Regions from separate parts of the Zea mays genome. Here regions 1 and 2 are each linked to region 3. The links are chromatin contacts, called in public Hi-C maps. All regions are on one chromosome and are shown on one strand. The core of a region is the stretch at or near the end of the contact, and the rest is flanking DNA. Distances in the headings are between cores, read along the strand shown. Region 1 holds the start of LOC103628326 (probable inactive purple acid phosphatase 24). Region 2 holds the start of LOC103628325 (urease accessory protein D). Region 3 holds the start of LOC100191152.

Region 1 (2,834 bases), core at 67-2,566, 140 kb before region 3:
CAATGATGGTGCATTTCACAATTCAATTCAATTGTTCAGATTACACTGCAAACATAAGATTTTAAAAGTATCAATTACCTTTCATGATTACCAATAGTGGTCATGTAGGGAACTCGAGAAGCGACTGGTGCTATGAGGTTTAGGAAGAAATCCCATTCAACCAAACGCCAGGTCGTTTGAGGCGAAGACGCACACCACGCCAGCTGGATACACCCCAATAATAAAGAAACCCTACTCCTAGCCTGAGAACTAAGAAACAGTACCTCGCGTTTGCCACGACGGGGACGTGGTCGGCGCTGGTGAAAGCGGCGGCGAGGAGGATGCCCCAGCGGCGACCGGATCCGGCTCCATCACTGCGATCTGTGAGGCTATATAGAAGGGATTAGGATTGGGCAAATTGAATTTCGCATGGGAGGATGTCTTTGTACTTGACGATTGCTTAAGCTTGCCATCAGGGACATCTGCGACAAACAAGCAAAAGCATGAACCTGTGTCACTTGCTTCTTCTCGCAGAGCAGGAAGCCAGCAGGGAAAAAAGACGAAGAATAAATCAGATGTAGAGCCAACCTGGCTGGCGAGGAGGATGCCCCAGCGGCAACCAGATCCGGCTCCATCGCTGCGATCTGGTGGTCAGGGACGAGGGCATCCTCATCGCTGCGATCTAGTGGCCTGTTGAAGGAGGTTGAACTCCGTGAGTGGGGCATGGACCTCCGCTGGAGAGCGAGGGACGCGAGCATGATGTTGCGGAGGCTTACCGTGATGAATGAGGAGGCAACAGAAGGGCACTCAAGGGCGTCATCATCCCCAGTCACGCGGGTGGCGAATCAGGCCATGGTTGTCGAGTCCCCGGCCTCCATCATGGAGGCTTGGAGGGGATAGAGGTGCTCCAAGCATACTCTTCGCTAAGATCTGGTATGCCGCTGCGCAAGCCGGAACAGGGACTCTGAGAGAGAAATGATGGACCTGGTTGGCTCGCCAGCGGACGTCCCTCGGCGGTGAGGGGCTCGCCAGCGGAGGTCCCACAGCGGGGCGAGCGTCGGAGGAGGGGCGGTGAGGCGGATGGTTATCGGAGCCCCCTCGCCTCCCGATAGGATGTCGCACACCTGCACGCGCGGGGCCGGCGCCAGGAGGGTTCGGGGCTAGGGCGGGGGCGGGGGTGGGGTGGTTGGCCGAGAGGGAGACACGGGTGTGCGCCGCCGCTTTTAAGGGGGACGCGTTGGATCGAGCTAGGTTGGCGGATCGCAATGGGAACGGTGGGACGGCGGAGTTGGTTGAGGAGCTCCCGCGCGCGAACCCATGGCGAGTTGAGGAATTCATGGCACGGCCACGCGGAGAGCTCGGCGCGATGGAGGCATTTGTTGGCAGAGGTGGCGACCACAATCGACGCCGGGAAAGCAGAGGCGACGGTGTGGCGATGAGGACGTCGAGGATGGGGCAGACGCGCGATGAGGACGCGGAGCGGCTGTCGCGGCGGCGGAGGCGGGCGGGGGCATCACGAGCAAGTGACAAGCGAGGGCACACTGTACCAATTTGCTATCTGGGCCGCACCAAACATCGCTGGAATACGGGCCACATGAAGATTTTAGCCCAGGACACCATCATTGTTTGTGGTGCTTTCTTTACTATTGTGGTTAGTGCCATACCGGCTAGTGAAACAGGCAGAGAACGGCTTATAAGCGTTGGTGCAGCCCCAAATGTTAACTTGCTAGTGGCTCAATGACGTTGGTAGAGAACGATTTAGGTAATGTTGTAGATATTTGTTTTGCTTGGCGAGGAAATTGGCCTGCTGGGTTGCATGCGTTGGGAGGGCGAGGGAGCAGAGCTGCGCGTTGGGCCCGACGTGGGAGGCTGGGAGGCAGAACCGTGCACCATCCGGGGTGTGGACGTCTACACTCTCCTCTTATATAGTAGTAGAGATTAATTATTAATTTGTACATATATAATTATGTATACGTGTGTATAAACTTGTGATTGCAGATCATAATCTATGTTTTTTTACGTGTATGTATACCATTATTTACACTGTTGTAGACCCTTAAATATATCAACGACGTGTATGGGCATAGCATTAATGTACTAGTTAACTTTTTGGGAAATAAAAGAGAATTTAAACTAATTAATGTTTTATTTCAGAAGCATCTTTGTTTTCTAAAGTGCACATTTAACAAATATATAAAAAATATTCCTCATGCTGTATTTTTTCTGATTGTGCATTAAACTCAAGCTTTTTATGTTTAAAACAAACTTAGCCTTGAATTCAAAAATGAGATTTGAAAATATAGGACCAAAAGAATGAAAAAGAATGAAAAAGAAAAAGATAAAAGAAAGGGGTTACTGGCTGTTCTGGGCCGAAACCACGGCCGGACCATCTCAGCTTCGCCTTCTTACGCGGCCCATTTGTGAACAACACACGCAGACAGGTGGGCCCGGCCTACACGTCGCGCGTGCGCACTCAAGTACTCTCTAACGCTGACATGGCGAGCCCACACACCAGCGACCCACTACCCCGCACGCTCACTGCTCCGGATGGCCCGCACGCCAGTGGTCGCGCGTGCCCTCTCCGGCTCTTGCCACAAACTACGCTGCCAATCGGGCCCCGCTGGTCAGCCATAACTTCATCGTGCCACGTCACTGACTCGTGGGTACTACCGGAATCCGAGGCTTTGCCGAGTGTCGGCCTCTTTGCCGAGTGCCTTTTGTCGGGCACTCGGTAAAGAAGGCTTTGCCGAGAGCCGCACTCGGTAAAGTTCGGCTCTCGGTAACGTGCCGCTTTACCGAGTGCAGGACACTCGGCACAGGAACACACTCGGCGAAGACATGTTTGTCAAGTGTCC
Region 2 (2,700 bases), core at 103-2,602, 210 kb before region 3:
GAAACCTAGGCATGGTAATAACTGAGCTGGATGATTTCTTGAAGCAGGAAACAGTGGAGTAGTGCCCCAAAGCTAGGACGAAGAGCAGAGCTAAGCAATCTTAGTAAGAGAAAGTAATCAGCGAGCTAATTCTTTGTTCGACTATAAAAGGTTCACAGTAGAAAGAAAAACCCCCTCCCCATATCCTCCACACACACACACACACACACAGTTTGAATTGTGTTCGGCCATTGGCAGAGATCCCAGATTTGGAGAATTAACTTGCCAGCCCTTGTGTTCCGCATACAACCACTAGTTTCTACCATGAGCAGACGAAGAAATTACCCAGGTACGGATGCCTCCCACAATCCGAGAATCAACAAATTCTACCCCGCATTTTTGGCAAAATCTTTCGTCTTCGTTTTCAGCTACGCTCGCTCGAGAGTTTCCACAAGCACAAATTCCGCTTTTTATGGGTCCAAAGATTCTTTCGCAAAACAATCCATCTTTTTCTGGTTTATCGGTTTTATAATGAAAAGTGGAGGGCCTTGTGACTTCGCCAACGACTTCCCCATTAGGTAGGATTTTTTTAGCCCAAGCCTTTATTTGTTGAGGGGAAACGAGTACCAAACTACTAGTCCAGCCTAAACAGTGCACGTAGAAGGCTCATAGGCTCCAGTTTATCATAATTCATACATTCCTACAGAGCTGGTAATTGGAATCCAGACATTCTCTGGTCAATGTTGTATACAGTACCATACAGCATACACGGGTAAGCATCATAACACCAAACGTAACAAGCCATGGTATAAGTATAGTATAGGCAGGACGCGCAGAGCCAGGCTTGAATCGAGCAATCAGCGTACCTTGGTCGAGGCCTGCGTGGTGATCGCCGCCGTACAGCCGTCGCCGACGCTGACCGTGCACGACACGGTGTCCCCCTGCAAGGGCGGGCGCAGGAGCAAGCGCGGCACCAGGACAGGAGACCGTCACGCTACAGCAAGCATCTCCGAACCGCGAGTGCCCAGCAACGGCGCAGCGGGCGAGAACGGAGAGAATGGGAAGTGGAGGGTTGTGTGCGGGGGGGGGGGGGGGGGGGGGTCCTCGGACTCACGGAGACGATGCCGCCGCCGTAGGTGAGGGCGTAGAGCCAGACGGCGTCACAGGAGGAGGGGCCCACCCTGGACGGGGCGATGAGCTTGAGCGGGTACCTGGCGAAGCAGCGGGTCAGCGCCGACCTCCCCCGCACCCTCTCCACCCGCACCGCCCCCATCGGCGTCGGCGTCGCCATCGCCGGCTGACCAGAACACCACCGCCACAGAGCGGTTCGATTGGACGGGCGATGGGGGCGGCGGGCGGGTCAACCAGATCGAGGCGCATCTGCCTCGTTCGGGGATTGACGCAGGCCCAGTCCACGCAGCACTTGCTCGGCCCACCGCGTCACGGTGCCGCCGGGAAGTATTTGATATTTGGGCCTGCTCATCTGCGGATTGCGAATGGCTTTGGGCCGCGAACGGACACGGGCTGTGTTTCCTATTGAAAAACCCTAATGAAGGGTTATATGGAAAGGCTATCACGTCTCTATATATATAAAACATGTACCCCTCATATAGAGTGGAGATGATAAAGAGGCCAAAGGCCCAAACCTACATCTTATGTCTCGTGTGTTTCTTTTGTTGTCGTGCTTATGAGAAGGTGTCTCTACTGCTGACGGGAGGGAAGGGAGTGGATCTGGTGGTCCGTGGTAACGTAGTTCTCAACATGTTATCAGTACGCTCTACCTTAACGTTACTGTAGGATTAGATCTGCATCAACTCTTCGTCACGTCGACAGGTCCCTCGGCCTTGCCGAACTGTCCTACGCGACAGGTTTCACTTCCGTTCTACATCAAGAAATACGGTATACAATTTCTTGATTGAATCCGTGATTTACTTTCCATTCTATTATTCACGGTGAAGAAAAAGCATGCCATCAGCGGCTCTGCTGGTTGCACGCCGCGCGAATCGCTATGATAGCACACTCCAGCGTGGACGCAGCCGATCCGCCCGACGCGACCCCTGCTTACGGGCTTTACGGCAGACTATCCGTCCTCCCGCGAGCCGATGGGCAAGGCATCTCGCCGTTCACTCTGGCCATAACGGCCTCTGGACCTTCCACTTTTTCAACTTGCAGCTCTTCTGAGATCCCCAGATCAGCCAGGCCATCGGTCGTCATGATCCCAACAATGACCTCATCGCCCGTCACTCTGGCTCGCCTGTCTTCCTGAACAACTGTTTCAAATGCGCTTGACGCGTGGCCTGGCAGCCAGCAGCTGCTGCGCGGAAAAACGGATCTAGTAGCTACTGCGTTCGTAGAGGCCTTCTCTTTCATGAGCGATCGAGTCAAACGGCCGTTGTGCGGTTAAAAAAAAGTGTGATAAGCAAAAGATGGACGAGCGGATGGGTAGCACTCCCTCTCCGCCACTCCGCATGGTCCAGCCATCATTTGCGGTCGAGTGAGTGGATAAAAAAAAGAAATGAAAATTTCTTAAGTGCGTAAAAAAATACGGATGCTAGCTTGTCAAAGGATGGATCTCGTTGATCCGGTTTTCTCGGGAGTGAGATTTTTTTTACAGTTTTCCTATAAATTTTTGCTGAATTAATAAACTTTGGTACAATATTAATATATGTGCATACTCTATATTATTTATTCAATTTAATTGCACATAGCAAATTGAATAAA
Region 3 (2,700 bases), core at 107-2,606:
TTGATTGAAACTATCTTGACATTCACGAGACCACTTAGACTCCTTTCCCTTCTCTAATAGTGAAGTCATAGGATTAGCAATCTTGGAGAATCCTTCAATAAATCTCCGGTAGTAACCCGCGAGTCCCAAGAAACTCCGGATTTCAGTAACCGAGCTTGGTATCTTCCATCCCACTATCTCTCTTACTTTAGCCGGATCCACTGATATTCCTCCATTGGAGATGATGTGTCCAAGGAATGGCACTTCGTCAAGCCAGAACTCACACTTGCTATACTTGGCATAGAGTTGATTATCCCGTAACTTTTGTAGCACCATTTGCAGATGTTCCTCATGATCAGAGAGAAGATGTGGGGAAGGGGAGTGGACTTGCATGTCATGTATTATAGGGATACAAATTAAGAGTTTGCTGGAGCAATGAATAGTGTCTTATATCACGCAAAATATGGATGCGGAGTGCAATAGGGTAGCTGGTGGAGTTGGTCTTAAATATACTAGAGGAATGTAAATCAGACATCTCATATTTCTTTGTGGCTCGATTCGACGGTGGATATCTCTTTGATAACGTGGTCTGCCTGTTTTGTGAGGAAACCCACTCGTTCTAGAGTATTAGGCCATCTACAACAGATCTTCTATCTTATCTCATATTTCAAACTTTCCTCTTAAATAGTGTTATCTACAGTTTCACGTCCCCTATTTTACATGGTTATTGAAGACAGTCTTAAGATAACATAACCATAGTTTTATAGATTATGCATGATGCACATGTATGACATCCTCACACATCATTTTATTTTTGATGTGGGGTGTTTTGTTTTCTTGATTAAAGTTTAGTTCGTGTCAAATATAATTATTAAATATAATCTGGTTATAAAATTGATTATACAAAACTGAATGGTAAGACAAATTTGTTAAGCCTAATTAATACATGATAAGTAAATATCTACTGTAACATCGTATTAGTGAATCATGAACTAATTATGATTAATAGGTTTGCTTCATTGTTTAGTTATTATCTGTGTAAATTAAATTTAATACTTGTAGCTAGTATCAAAATATTTAATATGATGAAACTACAATTTAGTCTCTTGCATTTAAACACCTTTAGAGGTTATGACTATTAAATTGTATAAACATATTTTTATATTGTAGACCGTGCTATTTATAGAATATTTATATAGAATATTTATAGAGTGAGAAAGCTGGTGGACCGTGATCTGACATCGCAACGAAAAAGAAAATAACGACACCTGACCTGGGCCGCAGCGTCACATCCGGACCCATCTCACAGTGACACAGACGATCGAGCCCGAAACCTACACGTTACACGTATCACGTCCCAGCCGTTTCCCTCAGCTCGGTGGAGGCCCTCAAGTCCTACGCGCTCCGTTCCCCTTTCCCTTTCCGAAGCTTCTCGACCCCCCATCCCCTCCCTGACATGGCCGACAACGCGAAGGCCGCGGCGGCGCATGCGAGGCCGGAGTCGTCGCAGGAGGAGGAGGAGGACTGGAAGGAGGCCGAGGGGGACGTCGCCGAAGTCGACCGCGCCGCCACCAATGGCGCCGGCGAGGGGGGCGTGCCCACAGACAGGCCGATCCGGGTCTACGCCGACGGCATCTACGACCTCTTCCACTTCGGCCATGCCAAGTCGCTGGAGCAGGCCAAGAAGTCGTGAGAACACCGCCCCCACCCTCCTCCTCCGCCTATTGGGCCTGCCGTCTCCGGCCGAATTGAACTGCCCCACGATCTGCCCCTCGCGCTGGCGTGGGGGGCCGGGCGCTGTTGCGTGCTAGCGTGCAATGGTCGCTTTAGCAGCGTTTGCGGTGGCGTCTGGATCGCGCTCCATCAGACGGTTCGGTGCGAGATTGGCGCTGAGTTGTTTCTCCCCACGTCTTCCCTTTGTGGCATTTTTGTGATGAGTTGTCCCACGCGTCTAGCAGTTCGGGAATGTTTTTCTATGAGTAAATTACCCCGTGTGATGATTTTTGTGTACATATTGATGTGAGTTGATTGAAATCCCCATTTAGTGTTGTCTGCGGCTTGCTTGATGTGCGATATTGCTTTAGGCGTCCATCCTTTTTAGACAATTAGACGGGTTGTTTGGTGAGGACTGCAGGTCCATTCTTAGTACTGCTACCTAATATGATATGACTGGATCGTTTAGTTGCAAAAAACATGTGCCAGTTTCCTCATTAGTGCAGTCCGATTCGGAATCATTAATGTGCTTCCCTTTAGCCTGTTGTGTTGATTCAGAGTGCTTGGGTACTTGAACTTTTTTAGCTGAGAGGCTTATACTATGATTCTCTTGTTCAGATACAAATTGGCATGCATTATTTTGTAGCTAGGATGCTTGAGCTTCTTCCAATTATTGAGATTTGCGACGACATGAAGATTGCTTCCCAGTTTTATTCTTTGAGATACCAGCAGCACTCATGCATATCGTAGTGAAATGAGTCCGTTCTATGGAAATTTACTTGTGGCCTGAATCGATTTGTGGTTTCTGATGAATTTGGCATTCCCTATTTGGTTATACCTACCGTCAGCGCTTGAGAAAGGTCATACCCCTGGCTGCCGCTAAGACACATTTAAGGCTTCCAGTATAGTAAGCTACCGCGAGGCCCGCCGCTCCTAGGGCCCCATGCCCCGATGGCCAAGGCAGAGGCTTGAACTGGATAACTTGATACTGGGGCACCCCGAAGTCAT

Evidence for each region. Hi-C and Micro-C count contacts between places; a contact is called where the count stands out from the background.
Region 1: a contact with region 3 is called in a Hi-C map of ear, with 1.7 times the contacts expected there. The contact joins the promoter of LOC103628326 here to the promoter of LOC100191152 in region 3. A contact is called at or near these places in 5 of 25 Hi-C or Micro-C datasets (ear, leaf, leaf mesophyll and 1 more).
Region 2: a contact with region 3 is called in a Hi-C map of leaf, with 7 times the contacts expected there. The contact joins the promoter of LOC103628325 here to the promoter of LOC100191152 in region 3. A contact is called at or near these places in 12 of 25 Hi-C or Micro-C datasets (bundle sheath, ear, endosperm and 4 more).

The regions. Positions count from the first base shown.
Region 1 is chr5:87,988,665-87,991,498 of Zm-B73-REFERENCE-NAM-5.0, forward strand. LOC103628326 (probable inactive purple acid phosphatase 24) reads right to left here and starts at 1,317. Exons shown (of 10, transcript XM_008648546.3): 1 at 1,104-1,317; 2 at 429-461; 3 at 275-360; 4 at 79-203. The coding sequence starts at 1,317.
Region 2 is chr5:87,918,364-87,921,063 of Zm-B73-REFERENCE-NAM-5.0, forward strand. LOC103628325 (urease accessory protein D) reads right to left here and starts at 1,353. Exons shown (of 6, transcript XM_020538438.3): 1 at 1,094-1,353; 2 at 846-920. The coding sequence starts at 1,270.
Region 3 is chr5:88,129,752-88,132,451 of Zm-B73-REFERENCE-NAM-5.0, forward strand. It overlaps LOC100191152, which reads left to right and starts at 1,357. Exons shown (of 8, transcript NM_001136588.2): 1 at 1,357-1,668. The coding sequence starts at 1,436.